Regions from separate parts of the Mus musculus genome. Here region 2 is linked to region 1. The links are chromatin contacts, called in public promoter capture Hi-C maps. All regions are on one chromosome and are shown on one strand. The core of a region is the stretch at or near the end of the contact, and the rest is flanking DNA. Distances in the headings are between cores, read along the strand shown. Region 1 overlaps Arhgap31 (Rho GTPase activating protein 31). Region 2 overlaps B4galt4 (UDP-Gal:betaGlcNAc beta 1,4-galactosyltransferase, polypeptide 4).

Region 1 (6,976 bases), core at 2,003-4,502:
AGGAGGAGAAAGGAAGAGAGCCGCTGGCTAAAGGCAAGGCATTTCTGAGGACAGTGACAGATGGGGCTCCTCCTGGCCTCTTTACACATCCGGCTGGGCCCAGGCTGGGGCTGGAGAGTAAAGGTGAGCTAGAGCTTTCCTTTTAATGCCTCACCAGCTCAGACACATCAGGTCTGAAGTTGTGCCTTCCTCTATGACATGTGGCACCCGGACTCTGGTACTATTAAGAGAGCAGACACATCACCCCTGCCTACCTAGACGTCTTGTGGTCCTCCGCTCAGGACTCAGTCTGCCTAGCTACTGGATTTGTTAATCAGCACGGTGGCAGGTGGAGTCACAATAAAGCCAGTACCAAGAAGCATTTGTAGGTGGGACCAGTCGGGGCTTTGCTCTTGAGTACAGACTCTGACTTTCTGTGCTGATTTGTGGGTCGCCTCGGACAGGTCTGCAGCCATCCCAGGGAAAGCGCACAAGGAGGTTCCCCGACCTAGAGATCTTACGTGCATGTTAGTTTGCATTTCCAGATCTGCTTCTATTTGGGGAGGGGGGAGTAAATACACCTTTATAAGCTTATTAAAAACTGCTCTAAAAGAACAAGTGCTTTAAAGAGCATTAAAAAGCACAAAGAAGCCTCCAATCAAAACAGGAAGATTTTTCTGACCCAGTCAAAAAATAATTTCTTTCTTTCAAGGGTTACTATCACAGGCAGCTCTTGAGAGCATAAGAGAATGATAATGGAGGCATAATCTGTCTCATAGATGAGCCCCGATTGCCATCGGAGGCAAGCATTCCCTCCTCTTCCTTGCCTAACCTTCCCCACTTGCTCATGTGGACTTCCTTAAACCTCACTCTTCGGTCCTTGTCTTGACCACTCTTCTTGCAAATGGACTCATACACGGTCAAAGACAAAGGAGAGGTGGGGAGAGAGGGAGAGAGAGGAGGTGGCCAGAGGCAAATAAAAGCACAAATTTCCATAGCGTGTGCCTGGAGAATGGCCAGTTGATGCCCGTAAGGACCAGATGAACCTGAAAGATTTACAGACAACAGCAGGTCGGATGGTCTCATTCTATCTGTCTCCCACTTCTTCCATCCAGAATCACGGATCTCCGCTGGGGCTGGTAAAAACAGCTTGTCGAAGTCTCGAGTCTTTGGCCATTCTTAGGGATGGTCATTTTATTCCTAAGCGTGACCCCTTCTGGTGTGATCCATGTGTTTTCGGCCAACTCTCCACAGAGAAGACCAGGGGAAACTGTCTGAGTAGGGCTCCTGATAGGGGACAGTAGGACCTTGGAATCTATCACTGTGGGTGAGGAAGGTAGATGGTCCATGATAGGGAATAAGATTAGGCTCTGAGGTCTTCCTGGCCTTGACCTGTGGAAAGCTTTAGGACCCCCAGATGCTCGCTCCAGTTTGGAAGAAAGAAGGTTGTCTCCTGATGGCTCTGTCTCTGATGTGCGTTTTCTGCATTGCACCACCGCATCCTGTGTGGAGGCCAGAGTGGATGCACTTGGTTCTGGAGAGCAGGAGGACCCCTCATACATGCAGGATGTAATGCTGGCCTGCCTCCGGGATGCGGAGGCTCCTGTCTCTTGCTTTGGTTGCTCTTCCTCTGGGCTTCCCAGGGAGGAGGGAGAATCATCTTTGGTGGATTTCTGAGGGATCTCAGGGGTTGAACCAGGTTCTTCCTGGCTTCTCTCCAGAGGCTGAGCCCCTCCCTCCCCTGTGCTCTGAGAGGGCAGGGGCTGTGGGATCTGTGTGTATTGGATCTTGGGTGGGATGACAGGGACTGCCTTGGCCTGACACATTTTGACCATGAAGGAGGTTCTCACAGCTGACACACTTACAGGAGCCGAATTCCTGCGGCCTGTCAGGGTGTGGGCAACAATGTCCAGGTCCTGCGTGTCCTGGGAATTCCAGGGGGCTGCTTTGCAGTGAGAGGAGCTCATCCAGGTGACCTTGGTGTCTCCTAGTTCAGAGAGCTCTATTCCAGGTGAGCTAAAGGGAGCCCCATTCTCAAGTCGGAAAAGGTCAGCTATGGGAGTGGCAGAGTCCAGGTTGAGGGAAGACGGCCTGTGTTTCCCTTTTGAGGGCCCACACTCAGTGTTCTTAAGCTGTAACTGTAAGGGATGTTCCCCAGGTAAGGTGCTGTCTTGAGCCCTCGGTGAACTCTCCTTGCTGCTATCTGGCCCGGGAACATCACTGTGTTTCATCTGACGGTTGCTAAGTTCCAGTTGTGGTTCCTGCTCCTTTCCCTCTGCTAAACCCATGAAGTTGGTTTCTACTGGTTTGGGTTGTATACCAGATGGTCCCTTCTGACTGGGAAGAACCTCTAACCCTTTCAGGCCAGAGAACTCTCTGAAGGCTTTTAGGGCTTTCTCTTCCAATCCGGCAATCTTGGTCCTGGCTGCCGGGGGCTGCAGAGGCTCATAGTTCCTCTCTGTTTCCAGATTGGCACAACTGCTGGAGAAGGGCGCCTCAAGAGTCCAGTGGCTGTTTCCAGTGGTTTTACTATCGAGAGAATGGCTCTGGCGAAGGCTGGGCCTGTGGCAAAGTCTCCTCTCTAATCGGTGGCCCTGGGAGCCTTGCGTCTGGGACTCCTGAACTTCTTTCAAGGTGGGAGAATGAAGGGGACTGGTCACCCACTGGGGTTCCTCCCAGGGTTCCACCATCTCCAGGCCATGCTGGGCAGGGTCCGTCACAGTGTCATCTTCGTCACAGTCTGAAGGCTCTTGTGCTGAATGCGGAGCACCTCCCTCCTCTTGTGGGATGATGTCAACCTCTTTGGTTGGGCTTGGAAGACCAGGGCCTTTGTTCTCAGGAACAGCATGCCTTGCGTTTTGCTTCTCATTTGGGCTTGCAATAGCTTCCTCTCTCTGACAGGGGGTAGGGATGCCAGGGCTCTCTTTGGGGGTTGGCTGCTCTGTGTAGACATCTGTCCTGGAATCCCTGGCTGCATCTTCCCTGTCAGGACCTTCCTTTGACAGCAGGACTTCAGGCTCCTCCTCCAGAGGTGTGGGGGGAGGAGGAGCAGGAGTAAGAGGGGGAGAGAGATTCCTTGGGCCTCCTATCTCTATCCTAGCCGGAGAAGATACCTTCTCAAACAGAAGCATTTCCAGAGGCGCTAGACTGGCTGGGTCTGGGCTGAGCTCCTGCTGAGACTCTGACTCGAGGAGGCTGCAGACTGGCTCTAGCTTCTCTCTGTCAGTGAGGATAGCAGCTTCCTGTATGCTCTGATTGGCTGCGTCCCTAGTCCACACCTCCCGAGGAGCAGAGCTACTAGGCAAGCTCCCAGGGGCTTCTGGGAAGGGAAATGGGGCTGGGCTTGACTCAGGAATCGGGCTTGTCTTCTGAGCAGCGGGTGGCAAGGAAGAGAACTCCTCCTCTGATTCAATGATTTTCAGTTCCTGTTGAATCTCAGGCCAGATCAAGGCCTGAGCCAGGTCTTCTTCATCCTGAAAAACAAGAAGACCTTAGTTACTTTAGAGCCCAGAACTCTGGGTACTGACGTCTGCCAAGAGTCCAGTGAGCGCGAAGGGAATGGAGTGGTTGCCAATACTCTGGCCAATAAAGGAGGCAGCCTCAGTAATAACCATGGCTGTCTGAATGCCCAGCATATGCCATGATCCTTATCCATGTGCCGTCTTCCTGGAGACAGTACTGGGCTAGTTGAATAGATTTAACTAGCCGAATCACAGAGCTGTAGATAAGGATGGAAATCCAGTCCTGTCCACAGTACGACATGATCTACTTCTGACCCCCATCCTTAGCCAGTTCTAAGCACGAAGCTGTATGTTCCAGAGAGTGCTCAGCCCTCGAGCTATGTCCACAGCCTTCCAGTCACGAGTAATGTGTCCCTTGCCTTTCCTGTAAAGAGAATCATCTCAGGAGTATCTCTAACCACTGGAGGCGTGGAGTCTTTCTGAGAGGTCCGATCTGCTGCCGACGTCTCATCTCTTCACCTGGCTCTGCTTCTGCAGCTCGGAGGGTTAAATCTAGGGTCTCATGTGTGAAGTGGCAACTGCAGAGACTGCATGGGTCTGAGCTAGGTCCTCTGCATATCTTATGCCTGTGTAGCTTGACGCTCTCATGGAACTTCCAACACTGGGAGTGGCCATGTCTCTGACTCTTTTTCCCATTTTCCCATGTTTAAGACCCTTTTTCTCTGACTGGGTTGCTTCGTCCAGCCTAGATATGAGGGGATGGGCCTAGTCTTTTTTTCTTCTTCTTCTTCTTTTTTTTTTTTTTTAAGATTTACTCATTATTATATCTAAGTACACTGTAGCTGTCTTCAGATGCACCAGAAGAGGGCGTCAGATCTCATTACGGATGGTTGTGAGCCACCATGTGGTTGCTGGGATTTGAACTCAGGACCTCTGGAAGAGCAGTCGGTGCTCTTAACCACTGAGCCATCTCTCCAGCCCTGGGCCCAGTCTTATTGAAACTTGTAATGCTATGTTTAGTTGATGTCCCTGGGAGGCATGCTTGCTTGCTCCTTCCTTCCTTCCTTCCTTCCTTCCTTCCTTCCTTCCTTCCTTCCTTCCTTCCTTCTTTCCTCTTCCTTCCTTCCTTCCTTTGAAGGGAAACTGAGGAATGAATTTAGGAGACAAGGAAGGTCAGAGGAGGGGCTGGGAGGAATGGAAGTAGGAGAAACTTTGGTCAAAATCTAATGTATGGGAGAAGAAGGAAGGAAGGAAGGAAGGAAGGACTATATTATATCCCCTTATTATCCCATTCTTTCACTTTGCCCTGGGTATTGACTTCCCCCTGTGAGGCTGGCAGCCCCAAGGACAGGGACAGTGGCGATAGTCTTAGTACTACAGTGACCCCACTGTTCAGGATTGCACGCTGTTTCGTACAAAGTGGGGATTTGGGATGTACGTTCAATGAAGAAATGACTTGATGCCTTTACTTGTTAACTTGAATTCACCCTCACTCTTCCAGCCTTAACATTATCTTCCTCTAAAGTAATGTGGCTTGCATTTGGGCTCTCCTCACTGAAGAATCTCTGCCAATGCAAACACGCTCACAGCCTCGCTCAGCCTTCCCGAGGACACTGCTTCTTCACATCAGCTTTGCCCTAGCTCCCAGCACACGGTCCTCTCGGCATCTTCTGGAAGCAAATTAAGATGCTGTAGGCTTCCTTATCCCTCAGCACATGTGTCCGCAGAAAACCTCCTCACACCTTCTACGTAAAGATGTCTCATAAAACCATCCATGGACAATTCCACCCTCAAGAGTGGCCGAGGTTTGTCAGCTTTGGCGTCAGATTTGAGCTCCTCTAAAAACACAGACCAGAGCCTGGAAACCTCTCAGATTTTATAGACAGCTATGGACGAGCCCCAGGCCATGATGTCTGAGGATAGAGAGTGGGGCTCATGAATGGTCATCATATTTGGAGACTGTGATATGACCAGCTGGCTTTGGTTGAATGTCATTCCATAAAGACTTGCCGGTGGTTTATGGGCCAGACATAATTAGAGTTATGTTTGCCTTAGGAATCTGAGCTGGATGGTGTCTTCCCATTATGGTGGGACTTCTCAGAGGCCTGCCACAAAGAAGCCCCAGGCTGAGAAGTGAGTTTTGGTTTTGTTTTGCTTCTTCTGAGTCAGGGTCTCATACATCCCAGATTGTCCCGAATGGCCTTGAAATCATGATCCTCCAGTTTCCATCTCCCTAGTGACAGGCTCATAGGTGTCTGTCATCATTCCTGGCTAGTAAGTGAGACTTCTAAAGACTCATTAACCTTTTTTATACATAAAAAGGGGGCTAGGAAGATGGCTCAGTGGGTAGATGTGCTGTGAGCCCCATCCCTGGAACCCACATACAAAGTTTGAATGTGGTGGTGCACATCTGTAATACCAGGACTCCGGTGGTGCGATAGGAGATGGGAAGAGGGAACCTGCTCAGAAGCCTCAGGGCTGGTCGGCCTGCAGTACACGGTGCGGCAGAAACAGGAACAGAGGATATTGCCTTAACAAGTAAGGTAAAAACAGACCACAAAGGTGTCCTCTAACCTCAAATATACATGCTGTGGCATTCATACATATACTGTGGCACACATGCAGCTGTGATTACACAAAACAAAATTAAATTAGATACTAATCTTAATCAATTAACTGATGTAATAAATAAGTTATGTTTCTCTTGCAGAAACCTTTGTTTTTTTGTTTTTTTGTTTTTTTGGTTTTTGTTTTTTTTTTGTACCATTTGTGGTTGGAAGAGGAAGAGTCCGCCTTACCATCTCGTGGAGAATCAATGGTTCAGTCCCAGCCCCGAGGCTCTCTTGTGGAGTGCTGGGCTTCGGCTGGCTAGCACCCTGGCTCTCCTCCATCACCTTCTCAGCCTTTGGCCGCTTCTCTGCTTCCTTTGATACTTGAGAGCCCAGGGATACATGCAAGGTTTTCTTCTCCACTTGGGTGCCTGGGTCCAGGGGAGGGCTTTGGCTACATTCTGCTCTCCCCGGGACTTCAGGTTCTGGCTTGGTGTCCTCGGTAGCTGCCTTCTTAGTAACAGAGCCTGTGAGGAGAATGTGAGTGGTCAGTACAAAGGGTGAACCTTCAAGAAGGATTGGCAGGGGCTGGAGAGATGGTTCATCAGTTAAGAGCGCTGGCTGTTCTTCCAGAGGTCCTAAGGTCAATTCCTAGCAACCACATGGTGGCTCACAACCATCTGTAATGGGATCTGCTGCCGCAATACCACCTTGACACTGCCCTGACCCTAGCCTTGCTTTGTAGGAATGGGGGATTCTCTCACCTCACTGCCCACTCATTCTTTATGCTTTCTCCCAACGCGGTTCCTGCCTCAGACCCCAGCAATCATCCACTCTGTAGGTTCTCGACTGGGAGCCATTTTGCTACAAATTTCCCCAGCCTCCCTGGGGACACTGGCAATTTCTGGAGAGATTTTCGGTTGTCACAGCATTGATTACAGCATAGCTGTTTAAACTGTATGATGTGCCCCCAGATGAGGTCATGCA
Region 2 (6,976 bases), core at 1,251-3,750, 160 kb after region 1:
AGTCCTGGTGTCATGTAGCACGTTAAATGTTGATGATCTTACAGGCCGTATTAAGGAATAGCCTCTGTCATTAGTGTTGTAACAGGATTTTGTTGAGCCATTTCCAAGAAAGTTTTAAGTAGCTTAGAAGTATTAGCAGCAGCCTTCTCGGTTGATAGGGCACAGTTTCCTCATGCTTCCTGACAAGTTCTTAGCTTAGTCTCTTGGAAGTTCATTGTCAGTGCCCAGGGTTAGCTGGAGCTCAGCCAGCAGCCGACAGGAAAGCAGTAACAGTAACTGTTGTGACAAGAACCTTCTAGGGGCTTTGTCGCTTCCTGTGGAATCCATTAAGACCCTTTAAAAACTGAGCTTAGAAGAACACTTCACACGAGCTCCAGCCTCTTAATAAATTGAAGTGCACAATTCTGTTGCTTTATTTTTATTTGTATTTTAAAACTACATTGCATTTTTTTTTTTTGGTGCTAAAGAATACCACGTAAAAATTATCTCAGCTACTTTCTCATTTTTTAAAAACCATCTTGTTAACTTTTAAGTGTACTGTTGAGTAGTGTTACGTATGTGTGGGAATGTGTGGAGAGATGATTCAGCAACTCGACCACATCAGGCTCTGGCAGAGGGCAAAGCTCAGATCCTTAGCTCACTTCCAGCAGCTTACAACTGCCTGCAACTCCAGATCTTGGGACCTGATGTCCACTTCTGCCCTCAGAGGCCACTTACACCCATGTAGTATGTGTGCGAGCACACACACACACACACACACACACACACACACAAACACACACACCATGCACCCACACAACACACTGAAAAATAAAATTATTCTTTAAAAATGAAGCTGTTTTCTGACCAGGTTTGATGGCTCATTCTTTTTTTTTTTTTTTTTTTTTTAGTAGATATTGTCTTTATTTACATTTTAAATGTCCCCTTTCTTAGTTTCCCTTCTGAAAATCTCCTCTCCCCTCCCCTCTCCCCCTGCTCACCAACCCACTCACTCCCTGCTTCCTGGCCCTGGCATTCCCCTACACTGGGGCAAAGAGCCTTCACAGGACCAAGGTCCTCTCCTCCCATTGATGGCCAACAAGGCCATCCTCTGCTACATATGCAGCTAGAGGATGGCTCATTCTGTTATCCCAGCATTTGGGAGTCTGAGGCAGGAGAATTGCAGTGAGTTTCAGGCCAGCTTGGAGAAATGTCTCAAAAACAGAAACAAACTTTACTCTCATACAACCAATCTACTGGACTTTTAGTCTTTTCACCTAAGCAAATTATCCACCATCAGACAACTTGCTAGGCCCAACGGGATGCTTTTAAATTATAGAATATAGATATGCATGAAACACAAAGCCCAAACCCAATGGTTTGTTTGTTATGATTGCATTTCCTCTGTTAGACCCTAGAGTATGTTGTCTTGCTAATAAGCAGAGGTAATATAACACTCCTAAATGGCGGTGGAGGAGAGCACTTTTCTTTGGAACTCTTCATTTTCACGTGTGTTTTCCGTAGACGGGAAGTAAAAAGTTTAACCGAGCCAAGCTCCTGAACGTGGGCTATCTGGAAGCTCTCAAGGAGGAGAACTGGGACTGCTTCGTATTCCACGACGTGGACCTGGTGCCTGAGAATGACTTCAACCTCTACACCTGCGGTGATCAGCCCAAGCACTTGGTGGTGGGCCGGAACAGCACGGGCTACAGGTAAGGTGGCCCTGGCTGGGCGGCGTACTTACTGCGAGCGAGCGAGGCCATGATGTGGTGTCCGGAGTGAGTTAGGGAGGCGAGAAATGGGGAAAGACGCCCATTTTCCCTTAATGTGCAGAGCAGCAGTTAAAGGATAAAGTAAGGAGAAAAAAAAGGTCTCCCAAAACCTTGGCAAGAAACACAAAGACAAAGGGAAAGGGCAGGAGAAAGAATGTGACCCACGCAATTGTACGGGGCGGCCTGTAGTGTCTGTGGGGGCCCCCCGCCCTGCAGTACCTGTGGTGGGACTTGACAGGCTTTCCCACACAGGAGAACTTTAATAACCTGCCCATCCAGCTTGATTTCCTCTCCCAGACAATTCCATGGCGCCCTCTAGGCCAGTGTTTGAATTGAACATCCTGTCTATTTTGGGGACATCTTGCCAGAGTTCTAGGAAAGGGCGGGGCCGCACATGTCCACCTTCGTAGACTGCTTGGGAACCAGGATATCCAGGACAAGTTCCTGCCTTTCAGAGCTGCCATGGGAAATTCCACCATCCATCCTTCCGCTCTCTAGCTGTCTCCCAATAGAGGAATATGACCTTTAATTGTATTTAATACCAGCTCCTAGTCAAATATAACCGGCTGGGATGTATCAGATGCAGGTAAGCTCTATGTAAATTAAGCTGACTGTACACACACTTCCCTGTCACCTTCCTCCAAGGCCTGCTACTCCTGTGGAGCTATGCCACTAGGCTAGGGGCCAAGAGGCCAGTCTGGAGAGGCAGAGAAAGTGCTGGTGCAAGGAAACAGGAAGTTCCTATGGAGAAGCAGATGCAGGCATCTGCGTGGAGCTGGAGAGCACACAGCCGCAAGCAGTCAGTTAGGAGGAGGGAGGGGGAAGTGTGTGTGAAACTAAAACTAACCTGGAAAAGAGGGTGGGAGACTGCCAGACCCTGCAGAGCGAGAAAGGGAAACTGACCGACTCTTGATCAACTTCCTTGGTCTTTGCTCCTGTGTTGCTCTTTCGAAGTAGGTCTCTTACTTTGGATCACTTAAGAGGATGCTTTTGTGACTCCCATGAGAAGTCCTCTTCGGTGGGAGCGTAACCCCTTCCTTGTGAGGTCCCCGGGACAAATCACAGTTTGATTCCACCAGAGTTCCAGCAGTGTGCTTCTGAGGTTTGCTTACAGACCATGCGTGAGAGGCTGCTGGCAGGAGCACAGGTGACCTGAAAGCAGCCTTCCTGGAAGGTCTGCAGTCAGCATGGAGGTCAGGGTCCCTGTGCCCACACAGATGGCAGCGCTTCGGGTTGATCTTCCCTAGCCTCTCTAACTTAGCATCTCCCCCGACCTCAAGGTCACGTGCACTTAGGAGTGTACTTAGACCATGAGGCTGGGAGGAGCAACAGGAACAAGAGGTGAGGGTCCACTTAACCTCGGTGTTCTCTCCTTCTCTGAGGAAATGTCATCAGGTTACATGCCCAATTGTGACCGACTCTTAACCTCCTAACTTTAGGCATTCTGTTCCTGCCCCATTCCTTTTTCTAATTACTCAAGGGGAGGAGGTGGCGGGGGGTGGGTGGGTGGGAGGGGGGATTAAGGACAGGCTGTGGACTGAGAGAGTCTACATTGTATCATGGTGTTAACCTGGCCATCAGCATGAAGAGATAATTGTCCACTGGGACCTGATTTTGACCTTACACTCTGGTGTGACCATCATGGCCTCCATCAGAGACTGTGCACTTTAAGAGATGGCCTGTACCTAGCTTGCTGTTTAACTTTCCCTTACATCTGGCCAGACACTGCTGCTCTTCCCAGACACCATCAGCAAGCCTTTGTCTTCCTTGCAGAATCGAATACGCTTACCTTGTGATTTAAATGTAAGCTCGGAGAAAAACGGTGGCCCAGAGTGTGTATGTGTGTGCATGCGTGCACACACGCTGACGAGAGAAAAACATGAGGCCTTTGCAGTATGCAGGTTCTCCACCACTGAGTTATATTTGCTTTGTACTTCTTACCCATCCCTTCAGACTTAGATCTTACTTTGGTCCAGTTTTATTGTATGGATCATGCACATGCCCACCTGCCAGTCCCCCCCCCCCCCCGCCCCTTTTGTGGCACCTCCTTACCATTGCTATCCTGGGCAAAATTCTGCTGCAGGTGGCAGGCAATTTCAGTTTCAGGGTCTCCGTGACTTCTGATGGCAGCTCTGTATCACTGTGTTATAACATCACTGAGCTCTGGCTTCTTCATTGTCCCAACAGCCCCATGGGTGTAGGTATAAGAAATGTTTTCGCCTACAATCACAAAGAGGAAGAGGAGGGACACTGGGTCTCTGTTCTCTAGGCCTTGTAGGAAATATGGACTTGTTCCTTTTGCCTCATGCATGCGAATCTATAAGGAGGTTGGTATTGTTGACATCAAGGGACTGGGCACTGTTCATAAGGAAATGTCCCTTAAGTGTGACTGTGGCAAAACTGGAAGAGTCTACATCACCACCCAGCGTGCTGTGGGAATCATTGTAAGCTAGCAAGTTAAGGGCAAGGTTCTTGCCAAGAGAACTCATGTGTGACTTGAGCATATCAAGTACTCTGAGACCAAAGACAGCTTCCTGGAAGGGGTGAAGGAAAAGGATCAGAAGTCAAGGAAGCCAAAGAGAAGGGCACCTGGGATCAGCTAAAGTACCAGCCTGCGCCACCCAGAGCTGGACACTTCGTAGGAGTCTGAGCTGCTGGAGCTAATCCTGTATGAATTTGTAGCTTAAGGTACGAAAAGGAATAAACAGCCTGGACTGTGAAACAGAACCAAACCAAACCAAATGGAAATGTTTTCACCTGCCACACATTCAGTGGCAGGAAGTTAAAGTACCTTGCCCAAGTGTTTCAGATTCATGGTGAATTTTGTTGCTAATAACTCCTCCGTGCCCGCCTCCTTTCTCCAAGGACTCCATTGTAACTGTATGACTCCATCTTCCTCATTCTGGGGACCTTACAGCCCTTTAAAATATAGTTGTAAACTCACTTGAGGGCCTCTTAAAATGTACCCTCTTCCAGAAAAAGGATCAAAAGCAAAAGTCAGTACACACAGAGGCGTTTGCTGGATAACAACGGTAAGAGCAGTTCTGTGGTTTCCCTGGAGGCATCTGCTGCTCCTCCCCACAGCAAAGCTGGGCTCAGTGCTCCTTAGCCTACGCACTTCCTCACCAGGGTCTCACACCGTATCCTCCCTCATCTGTACATCTGGGTCCTTCCAGACCCTGCTCCTCTTGCTGTGGCTGTGGTTCCTAAGAACCTGGGGTTGTTCAGTTCAGAGCTCTAGGAGGGAAGGCCCCCGGTAATCCTGTGCTCTCAGCTAGCTACTTGGAGCATCGTAAGTACTAGCAGTCCCTTCTAGAGCATGCATGCCAGGTCTCTCATAAAAACTTCTCTTTGCTGCCTAGGAGGTTATGTGGGGCCACTATTTCTATCCACATGGCCCTGATGTAGCTGTTTTTGGTTTTGTTTTGTTTTGTTTTGTTTTGTTTTATGATAGTTAAGAGTCCCTTCATTGTTAAGTTCATGAATGTGATCGTGATGGTCAGTCTTGGTTTTCAACTTGACTAGACTGAGAGGGGGCAATAAGATCAGTTGGATATAGCTCAGAGGTGCCTGGGAAGGCATCTCCAGAGACAGTCAGATTATGATGGCAATGACCAAATCAGTGATTAATGATGGATTTATAATCCTATGACATTAATGGGAAGTGGTGGGTATTTTTAGATTTGGGGTTGTGGGTATTTTTAGACTTGGAGGAAGCGGGTCACTAGAAGTGTGTCCCCAGGGACTATATATTGTCCTGTTCCTCGTCCTCATCTTTGTGTCTTAACTGTCATGAAGTGAGTAGCCGTCCCTACCAACCATATCTTTTCCACTGTGATATTCTCACTGGCCACAGGCCCATCAGCAATGGAGCGAGCTGGCCATGGACTGAAGGAAACTATGAGCAAAAATAAAATTGCCCTCTTTTAAGATTGTTTCCCGCAGGTATTTTCATGGTAAAAGTTGATAAATATAACTATATCTCTAACTGTTATGGGATACATAGGGACTAGTTTGTATGAGGAGCATAGAAACCACTCAACCTCAGAGGAGCTTTGGGGATACCAGGTGTTAGGTTGGAAATGTCTACAGTGTATTGAGTGTCATTCTTTTGGGTTTTCTTTTTGTCTGGAAAACATCGGTATTTAGTTGGCTGAAGTCCGTGAAAAGTTTGAAATCGTCTCTGTGGTCACATGGTTCTGTTTAGTAGCTCCCTCCAGCTGCAGTTTGGGAGGATGCCAGAGTTGTATTAAGGGTTAGCCTTAGCCCAGCTTGCTGACAGGTCAGTGGGATAAGAGTCCTTTTATCCTGGGAGCTACTCTCTGACATTCCTCCCACCCTATTGTCCTAGGCCTTTGGCTTCCTCTTCTCCTTATTAGTCTTAACAGTGGTTCAGCGGATGTTCAACTCTTCTTGCTCATTCTATAGTCGTCCAGGTGTCTCCTACTCCACGGTCTTCAGGTACTCACAGCTGCTGAGTTATCTCCGCACAGGTGTCTTGTGAACGTGAACCCTTCCTCCATTGCCCGTTGGCATAAGCCCTAGGAACGTCTCAAATTTAGCCTAAGAATAAATTCATTGTCTTGCTCTCAAAACCAAACGATTTTCTTCATACTCAGTTTTCATGAAAGACACTGCATTCCATCTGATTGCCCAAGCCCGCAGTTCAGCCGAGTGGGGGTGGCCTGTTGATCTCTGTAGAAAGCAGACTCTTAAGATGGTGGTTTGCAGAGTGAGCACAATCAAAGCACGGACTGGAACTGTCTCCTGATTTACACCTCTTCTCTACCCTAAGAAGAAAGGGGGAGGGGGAGTATATTTATCATGAGACTCATTGATGCTGAACATACCTGGTGTTCTTAGCAGCCTTTACATGGGATGGATTCTCTCACTCACATTTAAGGCAATACTGAATACCAGTGTTATTGATAACAGGCACGTGGGTCACCTTACTTAGTGGGGTCACCCAACAGCAGATCAAAGGCCAGCAGTACAGGGAGACATGAGGCAAGAGTAGATAGTTGAAATGGGTGGAGGTGAACCATCTCCCAAGGGTTCCTGGAATGCTAGCCCCCGAAACCAGAGGGGGAACAGAGGGGCTTTGTGCTAAATGTCACTTCTCTGTTTTCTCTTTTGCTCCAGGTTGCGTTACAGTAAATATTTTGGGGGTGTCACTGCCCTCAGCAGGGAACAGTTTCTCAAGGTGAATGGATTCTCTAACAACT

What was found. Capture Hi-C pulls out chosen DNA fragments and counts their contacts.
Region 2: a contact with region 1 is called in a promoter capture Hi-C map of adipose tissue. The contact joins two enhancer-like sites. A contact is called at or near these places in 2 of 484 Hi-C or Micro-C datasets (cranial neural crest and nephron progenitors), 1 of 115 datasets of contacts at active chromatin or transcription factors (microglia) and 4 of 9 other capture datasets (adipose tissue, embryonic stem cells, liver and 1 more).

What each region holds. Positions count from the first base shown.
Region 1 is chr16:38,600,364-38,607,339 of GRCm38.p6, forward strand. Arhgap31 (Rho GTPase activating protein 31) reads right to left here. Exons shown (of 12, transcript NM_020260.2): 11 at 6,239-6,516; 12 at 1-3,452. The coding sequence ends at 1,062. Among named protein-coding and RNA genes, the nearest start is that of Gm36482, 11 kb to the right of the region's middle. Within about 2 kb of position 3,253, at least 87 of the 459 cell types and tissues checked have an H3K27ac peak or open chromatin away from gene starts, as enhancers often do. A contact at or near this core is called in adipose tissue, where this site is marked.
Region 2 is chr16:38,756,176-38,763,151 of GRCm38.p6, forward strand. B4galt4 (UDP-Gal:betaGlcNAc beta 1,4-galactosyltransferase, polypeptide 4) reads left to right here. Exons shown (of 7, transcript NM_019804.4): 4 at 1,504-1,691; 5 at 6,894-6,976. Among named protein-coding and RNA genes, the nearest start is that of B4galt4, 17 kb to the left of the region's middle. Within about 2 kb of position 2,501, at least 51 of the 459 cell types and tissues checked have an H3K27ac peak or open chromatin away from gene starts, as enhancers often do. A contact at or near this core is called in adipose tissue, where this site is marked.